2 separate regions of the Mus musculus genome follow, and region 2 is linked to region 1. Evidence: chromatin contacts called from public promoter capture Hi-C data. All regions are on one chromosome and are shown on one strand. The core of a region is the stretch at or near the end of the contact, and the rest is flanking DNA. Distances in the headings are between cores, read along the strand shown.

Evidence for each region. Capture Hi-C pulls out chosen DNA fragments and counts their contacts.
Region 2: a contact with region 1 is called in a promoter capture Hi-C map of adipose tissue. The contact joins the promoter of Adgrg1 here to the promoter of Ccl17 in region 1. A contact is called at or near these places in 4 of 39 promoter capture datasets (embryonic stem cells, liver, second pharyngeal arch cranial neural crest and 1 more) and 3 of 9 other capture datasets (adipose tissue, liver and pancreatic islet).

What each region holds. Positions count from the first base shown.
Region 1 is chr8:94,806,742-94,811,985 of GRCm38.p6, reverse strand. It overlaps Ccl17 (chemokine (C-C motif) ligand 17), which reads right to left and starts at 1,533. Exons shown (of 3, transcript NM_011332.3): 1 at 1,415-1,533; 2 at 683-800; 3 at 1-226. The coding sequence starts at 1,514. The coding sequence ends at 133.
Region 2 is chr8:94,974,486-94,979,877 of GRCm38.p6, reverse strand. Adgrg1 (adhesion G protein-coupled receptor G1) reads right to left here and starts at 2,769. Exons shown (of 14, transcript NM_001198894.1): 1 at 2,461-2,769. Gm30968 (a long non-coding RNA gene) reads left to right here and starts at 3,150. Exons shown (of 4, transcript XR_879113.3): 1 at 3,150-3,305.

The DNA of each region.
Region 1 (5,244 bases), core at 284-2,783:
CATAAGAGTCCATAAAAAAGGGAACAGGGACTTCTGCTCTGTGGCTGCTCTTGGGCTCTGCTGGTCACAGGCCGTTTTATGTTGAAACCATGGACAGCAGCCCTGGCGTCTCCAAATGCCTCAGCGGGAAGGTCATGGCCTTGGGTTTTTCACCAATCTGATGGCCTTCTTCACATGTTTGTCTTTGGGGTCTGCACAGATGAGCTTGCCCTGGACAGTCAGAAACCTATGTAGGAGAAAGCAGTGAGTAAGAGCCCAGGAAGGCCTTCAGGGTTTGGCCACCAGCCACATCTGCATTGACCTGAACACTGAGCAGTAGGACTTCATGCCTAGCCTCCTCTCTCCTCAGAGCACCTTGAGCCTGAGAGAAAGAGCCTCAGGCTGTGTGTTAGTCTCTACTCAGCTCAGACCCAGAGTGAGAGGTGACAGTATTACTGCCTACTGGCTCTGTTACCTGGGATGTCCTATCCATCTTGGAAACTCAGTTTCACCATACATAAAGAGGTTGGACCCCCTCAGCTGTGTGGGGTACAAGAGTATCCCTGGGTTCCCAAAACTGCCTTTAGGGGAATCAGGCTTGTCCTCTCTTCCTTCTTTCCCAGTGGCCTTCCTGGGCACTCCAAGGCCCACCCACTTCCCACTCTGGGTTCTAGGCAGAGGAGTGGGACAGAGGGATACTCACACGATGGCATCCCTGGAACACTCCACTGAGGTCTTATACCAGCTCACCAACTTCCTGATAGGAATGGCCCCTTTGAAGTAATCCAGGCAGCACTCTCGGCCTACATTGGTGGCTCGAGCTGGAAGAGCAATAGGAAGCAGGTGTCCTGAGAGTCAGGCCATGTGCCTGAGGACCCATGGAATGTTCCGATGTATGCCTGTGTGAGCCTGTGGGTGGGGACTGCATGTACTTTGTATTCTGTTTGTTCTTGGTGTGTGTGTGTGCTCTCCTGTGTCTGCAAGTTTGCATATTCATCTGTGTGTGTCTGCATATGCAGCTGTCTGAATCTAGGAACCTCATTTCAACTTCCCGTTCTAAACTAAATATAAAAATCTTTTCATACATTCTTGGAACCAATGCTCCGTTGTTATGTTGTTCCCTGATGATACATGAAGCCCATTAATGAAACAAATGGTAGCGATTCTGAGAATCGTTCGTTCTGCATCATGAGCCCACAATCAAGGCCACTATGTCCTAACATCTCAGAATAAGGTATGTGTCCAGGTCAGGCACCTGACATCATCCCAGCATCCTCAGAACCATTATCCTCCCTCCAGTGCTCCTGTGGCCACCCCCTGGTGACCCCTGTTAAGAACAGACAGGGTATAAGTCACACAGCTTGTGTCTCTGCCTTGGTCTCTGTGTGGGTGAATGGTTCCCATCTGCCCTATCCTGTCTGTGCCCGGCTCTTACCAGCTCTGGCATGCTGCAGAAAAGTCCCCAGAAGCAGAGCAGCCAGGAGCAGCATCTGAAGTGACCTCATGGTACCAAAAGCTGAGGTGAAGGTCTTCATGGGTCCTTCTGCCTGTCTTGGTGCCCAGCATTGAGGTGACCTATTTAACCTCTCTGGAGGTTATCCCACGCTTCCTGTCCCCTCCTATAATCCTTCCAGACTAGAGAAATTCAAAGAATTTGAGATAACTTAGTAGAAGCCCAGCTTGGGAATGTTTGTGGCTTTCCAGAGAATGGTCACTCGACTCGGGACAGGGGAGGGGGTCTGTGTCTGGGGTAAGGGCAATGACTTACTTCTCTTTTCAAAGGGAACATTTCTTGGTTCCTCTATTAGCAGGATCCAAGGCCTCAGCCTCAACTCATCTCATCCCTTGTCCTAGTACTGGTGAACTTCCTTTGTGCCTGGTACCCTGTGGAGGCAGGGTAGGGGACCAAACAGAGATCATAGGGACTATGCCAGTCAGGGCTCTGGGGTCCAGAAGGTCCACAGGAGGGTGAGCAGGTTACAGGGATGTTCAGTAGAAGAGGCCTAGTCCCACCCTATTTTGGGGAACCCAGAGGTTCAGCTGAAGCTGAGCCTGTCTTCCTGTCCTTCCCCAGGCTGGCCCTTACCCCAGGAGGCTAAGCTGAGAGGGGCTTTAATCACGGTGTATCTGCATGTGTGCTTTAGTGGGTTGGAAAGCTCAGCTCCCAGAAATAGAGCACCACCTCGTTTCTGTTATGAGCAGAATGAATGGTGTGTGTGTGTGTGGGGGGGGCGATGCTCACCTCTATAGGAGCTGCATGCCAGAGGCTGCCCTAGAAGCCCATAGAGCATCCCCAGGCCTTAAGCAGACTGTTAAGAAATCTGTGTGAATTTTCAGCATACCCAGACTGTTAACAACAGTGCCCAGAAAAGAGTTTCAGGACAAGTCACTATTAAGCAAAGCCAGGGTTTACTGAGAAAAAGAACCGGCATCCCAGCTACTGGGGAGGCTGATGTAGGAAGGTTCCAAGTTTGAGGCCAGCCTGAGCTACCGGGGTTCACAGGTGCTGGTGAGACGCTATCACAATAAAGGGAAATGTCACTGCTTTGCAGTGTGACCCAGAGTGTCTCACAGATAAGGCATGTGCCGCCGTGTGTTTTACTCTTTAAAATTTTAATTTATTAACATTTATTTATTACATTTGTGTGCATAGGTGTTTTGCACTCATGTGCTAGCAGACACTCTACAACCTGAGCCACACCCCAGCTCCTCCTGCCATTTTGTTAGAACTTTTGGCTCTCAGTCAGCAAGAAACACAGACCCAGGCTGAGGGGGCCCCTTACCCTTCTCATATCTCCATTTTCCTTCAATCCTGCCCTACGGCCACAGCATCACTAAATTTGCTCATTCTCCCAGACTAAGAGGTCTTCCCAGGCCAAAGCCGTCCATTCTCTAAATACCTGTCCCGAGGTGTGCAGTACTGTGGCAGGCAGGTGCTAAGGCTTTGAATCTGACACTTGAGTTCTGGGCCTGGCTTCTCCTTGCCCCTAAGTGACCAGAGGCAGTTTCACCCTCCCTCACCCCCTCTCATGCTGTCAGGTCTGGCTCCATATTCATCATTGAACTGCCATTAAAATTTCACTAGAAGGTGATGATGGTAAAAGCCAGGTGGTGGTAGCACACGCCTTTAGACTCAATACTTGGGAGGCAGAGGCAGGTGGAGCTCTGTGAGTTTGAACCTGTTATGTTGCCCTTTTGCCCAGGCTACTCTCAAAATCCTGGGTTCAAGAAATCCTAGCCGGGCGGTGGTGGTGCACGCCTTTAATCCCAGCACTTGGGAGACAGAGGAAGTTTTTTCTGAGTTTTTCTGAGTTCGAGGCCAGTCTGGTCTACAGAGTGAGTTCCGGGACAGCTGGGGTTACATAGAGAAACCCTGTCTCAGGGGTGAGGGTGGGGGAGTGAGGGTAAGAACAGCAGCCGTTATCTGTTGAGACCAGTCTCCTGGGAACAGTGCTCAGAGTATAAACCCATCAGTCCCAGGGACACTCCTGAGATCAAGAGGAGAAAGTCCAGGCATCCTCTCTGCCCTGCAGGATGCTGACTATTTCAGGTCCTGAGGCCTGGGCTTTCCCCTACTTTGTCCAAACTTCCCTGTGGTCAGGGTCCTATGCCATTGTTTTACTGTGTGACCTAGGGCATCTCACAAATGTTCTCTGGGTGTCAATTTCATCCCCTGTAGGGGGAAGTCCACATAGTTCCCAGGAGCCTACTAAGATGGTAGAACTGGCAAAGGTAGGATCTTCCTTTGGCCATCCATCCTTCCTAGTGATTCTCTGCTTCCCTTGGAGTCCCGTGGCTGCCTGACTCTCTGCCCTCCCCTACAGCCACAGCTGAGGAGGGCCTTTGCCTTCAGCTTGTCTGGCTGCACCCCTGTTCCCTACAGCCACAGCTGAGGAGGGCCTTTGCCTTCAGCTTGTCTGGCTGCACCCCTGTTCCCTACAGCCACAGCTGAGGAGGGCCTTTGCCTTCAGCTTGTCTGGCTGCACCCCTCCCTGTTCCCCTGGCTTCCAGTGCTTCAGACAGGATGCAGGGGAGGCTGACTGTCCTTGTGACCATAGAGATTATATATGTCTAGCAGTGTCCCAGTTAAAACTGGTCTGGTCTGGTCTGAGAACTAGGTAGGAGATTGTAACCTGGAGACCGGAGCCTCACGCTTGAGGAAGAGGTGGCTGTCTGCTGATCCGCATCTTATGGGTATCTCTTAACCTCACTGCACCCCTGCTCTCCCTGGACTCCCATCCTCACCCCTGCACCCTCTTCCCAGTGGCTCCTGTGGCAGAGGCCAGCACATGCTGCTCTGGGCTGGAGCACAGTCACGGATGATTATGCTGCAATCAACAACTCTGTTGCCAGGGACACGGCCTGAGTACGGCTTTGGAAACTCCCCACATGGGTTTCAAGGCCTCTGTTTGACTGCACACTGAGATATTTTCTCCAGAAAAAGGTCCAAATCCCCCGTCCTTCTAGGGAAGCAGCCAGCAGCAGGAACAGAGTCTCTGAACAGTTACCTCTTGACTTGAGGGGGGCAGGACAGCCGTTGCTTCAGGTCCTGGCAGCCCATCGCCTACTCTTGGGGAGGTTCCCCAGGAAGTGGGGAAGGAGCTACAGGTGAGATAGACACTGTGGAGGGCTGTCTAAGAGGATGTGACAATTCGATGATAGTCTTTGCAGGTAGAATTCCTACCCAGAGAGGCAGGGAGGGCCATTCATATACCCATGACAGAGGTACAGAAGGAGCACACACACACACATACACACACACACAGAGAGAGAGAGAGAGAGAGAGAGAGAGAGAGGGAGAGGGAGAGGGAGAGGGAGAGGGAGAGAGAGAGAGAGAAAGAAGCTGGGAGGCGAGCATGAACTCTGAGGGAATCAGACCAGTCACTAGGTCAGAACTGCCCATAGCTGGTGAATACAGACGAGAAGAGGTGAATACAGGGCCAGGCTACAGTTGAACGCTGTTGTGGAAGCAACATGAAGGGGCATTTGTGAGGGGTTTTCCTCCCCAAGGGATTATCCACAGCATATCTGCTCCATTATCCCAGCAATGAAGTGGATTCCCTGGGGACCTTCCAAATGATGAATGTCCTAGCATCTTCGGGCATGGCATGCTCAGATCCCTCTAACTCAAGGCAGCCAGACTCATGACCTATGCTCTGGCTTCCTCTCCTGCCCCCACCTCTGAAGTCCTGTCTCAACAGAGTCCTTAGGGCAAAGCCATCTAGACTCTAGCTGCTAGAGGCATTGAGACCCCTCCCTGTTTTG
Region 2 (5,392 bases), core at 1,520-4,019, 170 kb before region 1:
GTATAGCTCCAAAGCCCTCCATAACTGCCGTGAGAGTCTAGCATCAAATTGCTGGGCTTTGATCTTTCCGTGCCTCAGTGTTCTCATGTGTAAAAATGGGTACGGCACCCTCCTGACCACTGGGTTTGCTCTTGAGTGTGTGTTGAAATACATGAATGTGTGCATGTTTATGTGCAAATGGGGTGGAGGCCAGAAGTCAACCCTGTGTGTGTCTTCCTCCATCACTCTCCATCTTACGTGTTAAATGTTTTAAGAATTAGGTTGTGTGTCTGTGTCTGTGTCTGTGTGTGTGTGTGTGTGTGTGTGCGATAACTCACAGAAGTTGGTTCTCTCCTTGCCTCATGTGGGACCCAGAGGGATAACTCAGGTCATGAGACCTGAAAGAAAGTCCTTTAGCCTAAATATCTTGCTGGCCCTTCAAATTACTTTTGGAGACAGAGTCTCTCCCAAAGCCTGAAGCTCTCTGATTCAGCTAGACTTGCTGGAGACCCTCCTGTCTCTGCCTCTCTCGAGTACGAGCACAAACCACCAAGCTCAGCTTTTTACTGTGGCGCTGGGGAATCCAAACCCAGACCTTCATGCTTCCACAGCAAGCATGTTTGCCAGCTGAGTTATCTCCCTAGCCCCTTGAGGCTGCTCCTAAAATATCTCCAGTGTGCAGGAACAGAGGGACTTCGACCCTCCACAGAAGCCACCCTGCCTCAGCTAGAGAGCCAAGCATGGTCTGAGGTGACTAGCATTCCCCAAAAAGGCCATGTCAGCTGCTGCCAACTGTTTCACACTTGTGCCCGGTCTATGCCGCCCCTCCCCGGGTCCTGTCCTGAGGTTTGAGTGGAAGCTGCTCAGATACCAGAACTGGTCCAACTGTCTCTGATCAAGCAGAGAAGCATTATCTCCTCGGTACCAAGGCAGGCAAGGGAAGCCCAGAGAGGTTTAGGGACTACCCCACAAGACAGTACAGCCCCGTACGAAGAATGGGTAGGTCATTCCATCTTACGAAGAACACTATGCCAGGTCACTCACTGCCAGTCTCCAGGACCGGAATCTTGGTTGTGCCCTCATGTGCAACCACATCCCCTTCTCAATACATACACAGCACAGATGCGTTTGTGAGATGTTGGCTGGGGAGACTCACTTGGGAATTCACAGACACTCGTTTCCTCACCCAAAATCCCCCTAGACTGCCACCACCTCCTCCCCTTTTTCCCTCCCCCTTTTTCTTTCAATACAGCATCTCTCCACGTAGCCCAGGCTGGCCTGGAACTCAAAACCGATCTGCCTCATCCATCCTAGTGTGGCGATTACACCCCGCCCATCCCCAGCACTTCTCTTTTGATACAATAAAGAGCTGGAATCCTAAGTACTTTGTAGAAATCCCACAGAGCATGGGGCCCCCTAGCCCCGGAAGACCTTGCCCCCCCCCAACACCTCCTGCCTTCTGCATGCCCCTCTGCCCAGCTGCCAGGGAACCCCCCGGGGTCTCCCACTAAGTGCTGGGGTGCAGGTGGCGCAGGCGGCATAATGGAGTGATAACAGATGCTCATTAGCAGGGGCCCACCATGCAGCCCACACGCCTCAGGGAGTCAGACTGGCAGAGGCAAACAGCGGCGCCAGCCGCCCACCTTTGTCTGGTTGAGTGGGGGCTGTGAGCTAGGGCTGGGGGCTGGGCACTGGGGCTTTAGAAGCCATATATGATTTGACATCTGGGGGCCCGTCTATCTCCATCATGGTACAGCTAGGGACATGGGTCCAGCTGGAAGGAATGCCAGGGTCCCACCAGAGGCCATGGCAAGCCTGAACTTTTACCTATCTGGGTGCATCTTTGGGGTTACCATGTGGGGGAAGCAACTGGTAGGAGGTGTGCACTCTTGGGACCCCCTCTAGTGACTCTTGCAGACGGGGTGACAGACCTGGGCTGACAGGCATGGGGACCTGTGGCTGGCAGCAACAGAGAGACATATACATGAGCTCTATCTACCCTTTTGCTGGCTTACCAGGAAAGGCTGCCTGCCTCTTCCTCCTCAAAAGTCAAACAACCAAAGTGAGCTGCTGCTAAACCGGTCCCCCCACCCCCCGCCCTCCCCGCCCCCGTGGATCTCAGGAGGAAACTGCTTGGGAAGCACTAGGGACAAAGGGAAAAATGGGGTTCATGCCGCCAGTCCTCAACCACACGCCAGGGTCCAAGCTTCACTCTGGCCCTCGTGGCAGTGGTGCCCTTCTGAGCAAAGAGGGACACAGCTGGCCAACGTGTTCCAGTGCCCCCTCGTGAGCACGCCCAGCCCCACACTCTGAGCGGCAAGGAGTATCCTAGGACCAGCTAGAACCTCAAACTCAGTCGTTCCCTGGGAGATACGATCCAGCACACACTCGAGAACTCCCAAGCACTGCGCTAAACCTTAGACTAAGGTCAAGCGGGCCAGGCCAGGCGAAGTGCATGCCGTACCCGCTGCCCTCTCTTACCTCCGTCTCGCACTGTGAACAGCAGCGTCTTGCCTCCAAGCCTAGGCAGGCACTTCTGTTAACAGCCTTTGCTGCTAATGTCTCCTCCTCCTCCCAGGTGCCCAGCACCTAGTCTGAGCCTGTCTAGGCAGCTGTGAACTCAATCCAGGTGAGGCTCCGCCTACCCGGCTAGCTTCCGGTGCCAAGTGCCCTCTAAAACTCCTAGGTTTCCTAGCGAGGCTTGACAGAGTCTTCAGACTCCATGGACTTTGGGGATTTCTTCCCTAGACAGTAAAAGCTGCCCCGTGGGAGGCCGGGATCACGCTGTCTCTGGGCTTCAGAGACCCTTTTCAGGCTGTGGGAGGCAGGCCGCCACGCCCACACACACCTGCAAACTGCCAGCCCTTTGTGGCTTCTCCAGCCTCTTCAGACCATATCCTGTCTGCAGCGCCATTCACACCAGCCACAGGCTGGATACAGGAGGGCTCCGGGGCTGTGGGTGGGGCTCTCACAATATGTCCTGCTGGACTCAGGTGGGATCAGAGCAGGCAGAAGGTGAGGGGGCAGGAACTGGAGCTTTTTGCTAGGGATGGGAGGTGGCAGCTGCCCCAGGTATCTTGGAAGGGGGCCAAGGGGAGAAGTCCAGGCGAGCTCCACCAATGGAGAGAGGCCTCGTGCAGGCACTTCCTTCAGACCCTGCCACCCACCTCTCTTTCAATGCTCTTGCAATCAGGCACTAGTATGGGGGCGGGGTATGTGTGTGAGTCCTGATGCACACACCTAGCTCCCAACATAGAGACCTGCTGGCTGAGCCATACTTCCCTGAGGACGCCAATCCAAGCAGAAGCTGATCCTCTGAGCAAGGGGTATGAAACACTGTTGTGGGCCAGGCCCATGGGGTTGTCAGTCCCCTAGGATCTACCTCGCTTCCCTCCCCACCGGGCCCTCCCGCCATGTTTTTCCGCCACTGTGTTTCTTGCCCCTCAGGTCAATCCCCATGCTTGTCTTGTCTGCTTTTCCCCAGCAGTTACCAGAGCAGGGCCAGAATAGGGTCTGGTCTAGAGGGAAGATGTATGGCTAGTGAGTGGATAAGAAAAGATGGATGGATAGATAGATAGGTGGATGGACAGATGGACCAGCGGATGGATTCCGTCACATGTTTGTGGAAAGCCTGCTGTGATCCAGGCACTGTGCAGGGCATAGGAGCGACAGCTACAAGCCATATACTAAAATCCCTGCCCGCTCAAAGCTGCAGGGATACAGATCATAAATTTAATGAGCAATAAATATGAAATCTATCCAGAGCTATAGTAAGAATAATGGGGAGAAAATATGGTGAGGGGAGTTGATAAAGGAGCAGGGCTGGATTCACGGTGAGAAATGATGCTTGAGTGTAGACAGCATCCAAGGAGGCAGCCTACGGGGTACCAAGAGCAGAGCATTCTAGTGGATGGAAGAGTCTGTGCAAAGGCCCTGGGGTCGGTGATCCTGACTTTAGGGATGAGGAGGAGGAGGGTGCTCACTGCTGTGCAACTGAATGAAGGAACCAAAGACAGAGACGAGGCCACAGAGTTGAGAAGGATATCAAAAGGGAGCACCAGTCCCCTGAGATGACATAAGCACCTGTCTGCATAGGCCCCACTGGGACTCTCAATCCCGCCATAACCCCTTCCACGTGGGAACTTCTGGCTACAGGGTGGGCATGCAAACTTGCTCTGCCCAGCACAAACTGGATCTCTAGAACTGAGCAGATGGGGGTGGGGAGGAGCCAAGGAAGATGAATGTCAAAAAAAGGACCCAGAGAAAAAGCTTGACTACAGATCCCCATGGCCCCAGAGGCACTGTCTGCCCTGATAAGGACACAGGGGAGTGCCAGTGATTTCTTGTATCCCTAACTTGTGACACCCACACTTCACATCCTCTTCTATGTCCTCAGGGGCCTCGTCATGTGATATAGCTACCATTCTGTCACCTAATAGCAAGGACTGGTGCTAGAATCCCAGTCTTGAGCCCACTTTCACTGGGTTTCCTTGGAAAGGTTGCTTAACCTCTCTGTGCCGCAGGTCATATATCAAATGGGGACCCCTTCTTTTGCCCTGCTTGCCCTCCAATGATAACAAGAGTTGGAAAAGTAGTGAGCCCTGGCAGGGTAGGTAGGCACTGAGGAGCATTTGTGAGTCTGAAGGTATGGTCTCCTGGTGACCCAGACCATCCCCTAGTACAGTAGGTTAAGGAAATGAAATGTAACCAGAACCTATCCAAGTCTCAGACCTGCTACCTGCAGAGATGGATTGTAACCACCATAATCCGGGCAGCTAGACCTGAGCCAAATGTAAACTCTAGGTCACACCTGACTTCTCCTTCATCCTGGAGGGAGCAGCATCCTGGCCCTGAGGGGCAGGGTACACCCAAGCAAGTCAAGAGTCAGGCCCAGGAATAGGCTTGAAGTCACACCCAGGCAGCTGAACTCCAGAATCAGGCTTGTTCCCACCCATCACTGACGACAGAGAAAAGAATACAGAGCCCTCCCCTTCCTGGGTACCTCGTGAGAAGGTGAGGGAGTCCCCAGGTGTGTACCCCGTGTTTTCAAGCTTCCATGTTCCCTCTCAGAGCTGGTGGAGCCCACAAGGTCAGGGGGTGAGCTCCCCATCTCTGTGGAAAGCCATGGCTGAGCTCCTCTTGAACCTTGCGAAGGTGTTGGCTTCACCCACGGTGGCAGGTGTGAACTCAGGCAGGGCTTCTGACTGGGGCATTTTTCCCTAGTTCCTGTATTTATCCACTGAGCTAATATTTGCCTAGTAAGTCCTAGGTGCCTGGGCCTCTCTGGTTCAGAAAACAAACACCCTGTGGGGCGGGCAGTAGAAATGATGAGGTGGGGGTAGGGTGGGGTAAGGGGTGGGGGTGGGGATTGCTAGTTCAGACTGCCTGAAGCCCAGCCCCACCTGCTGTTCAG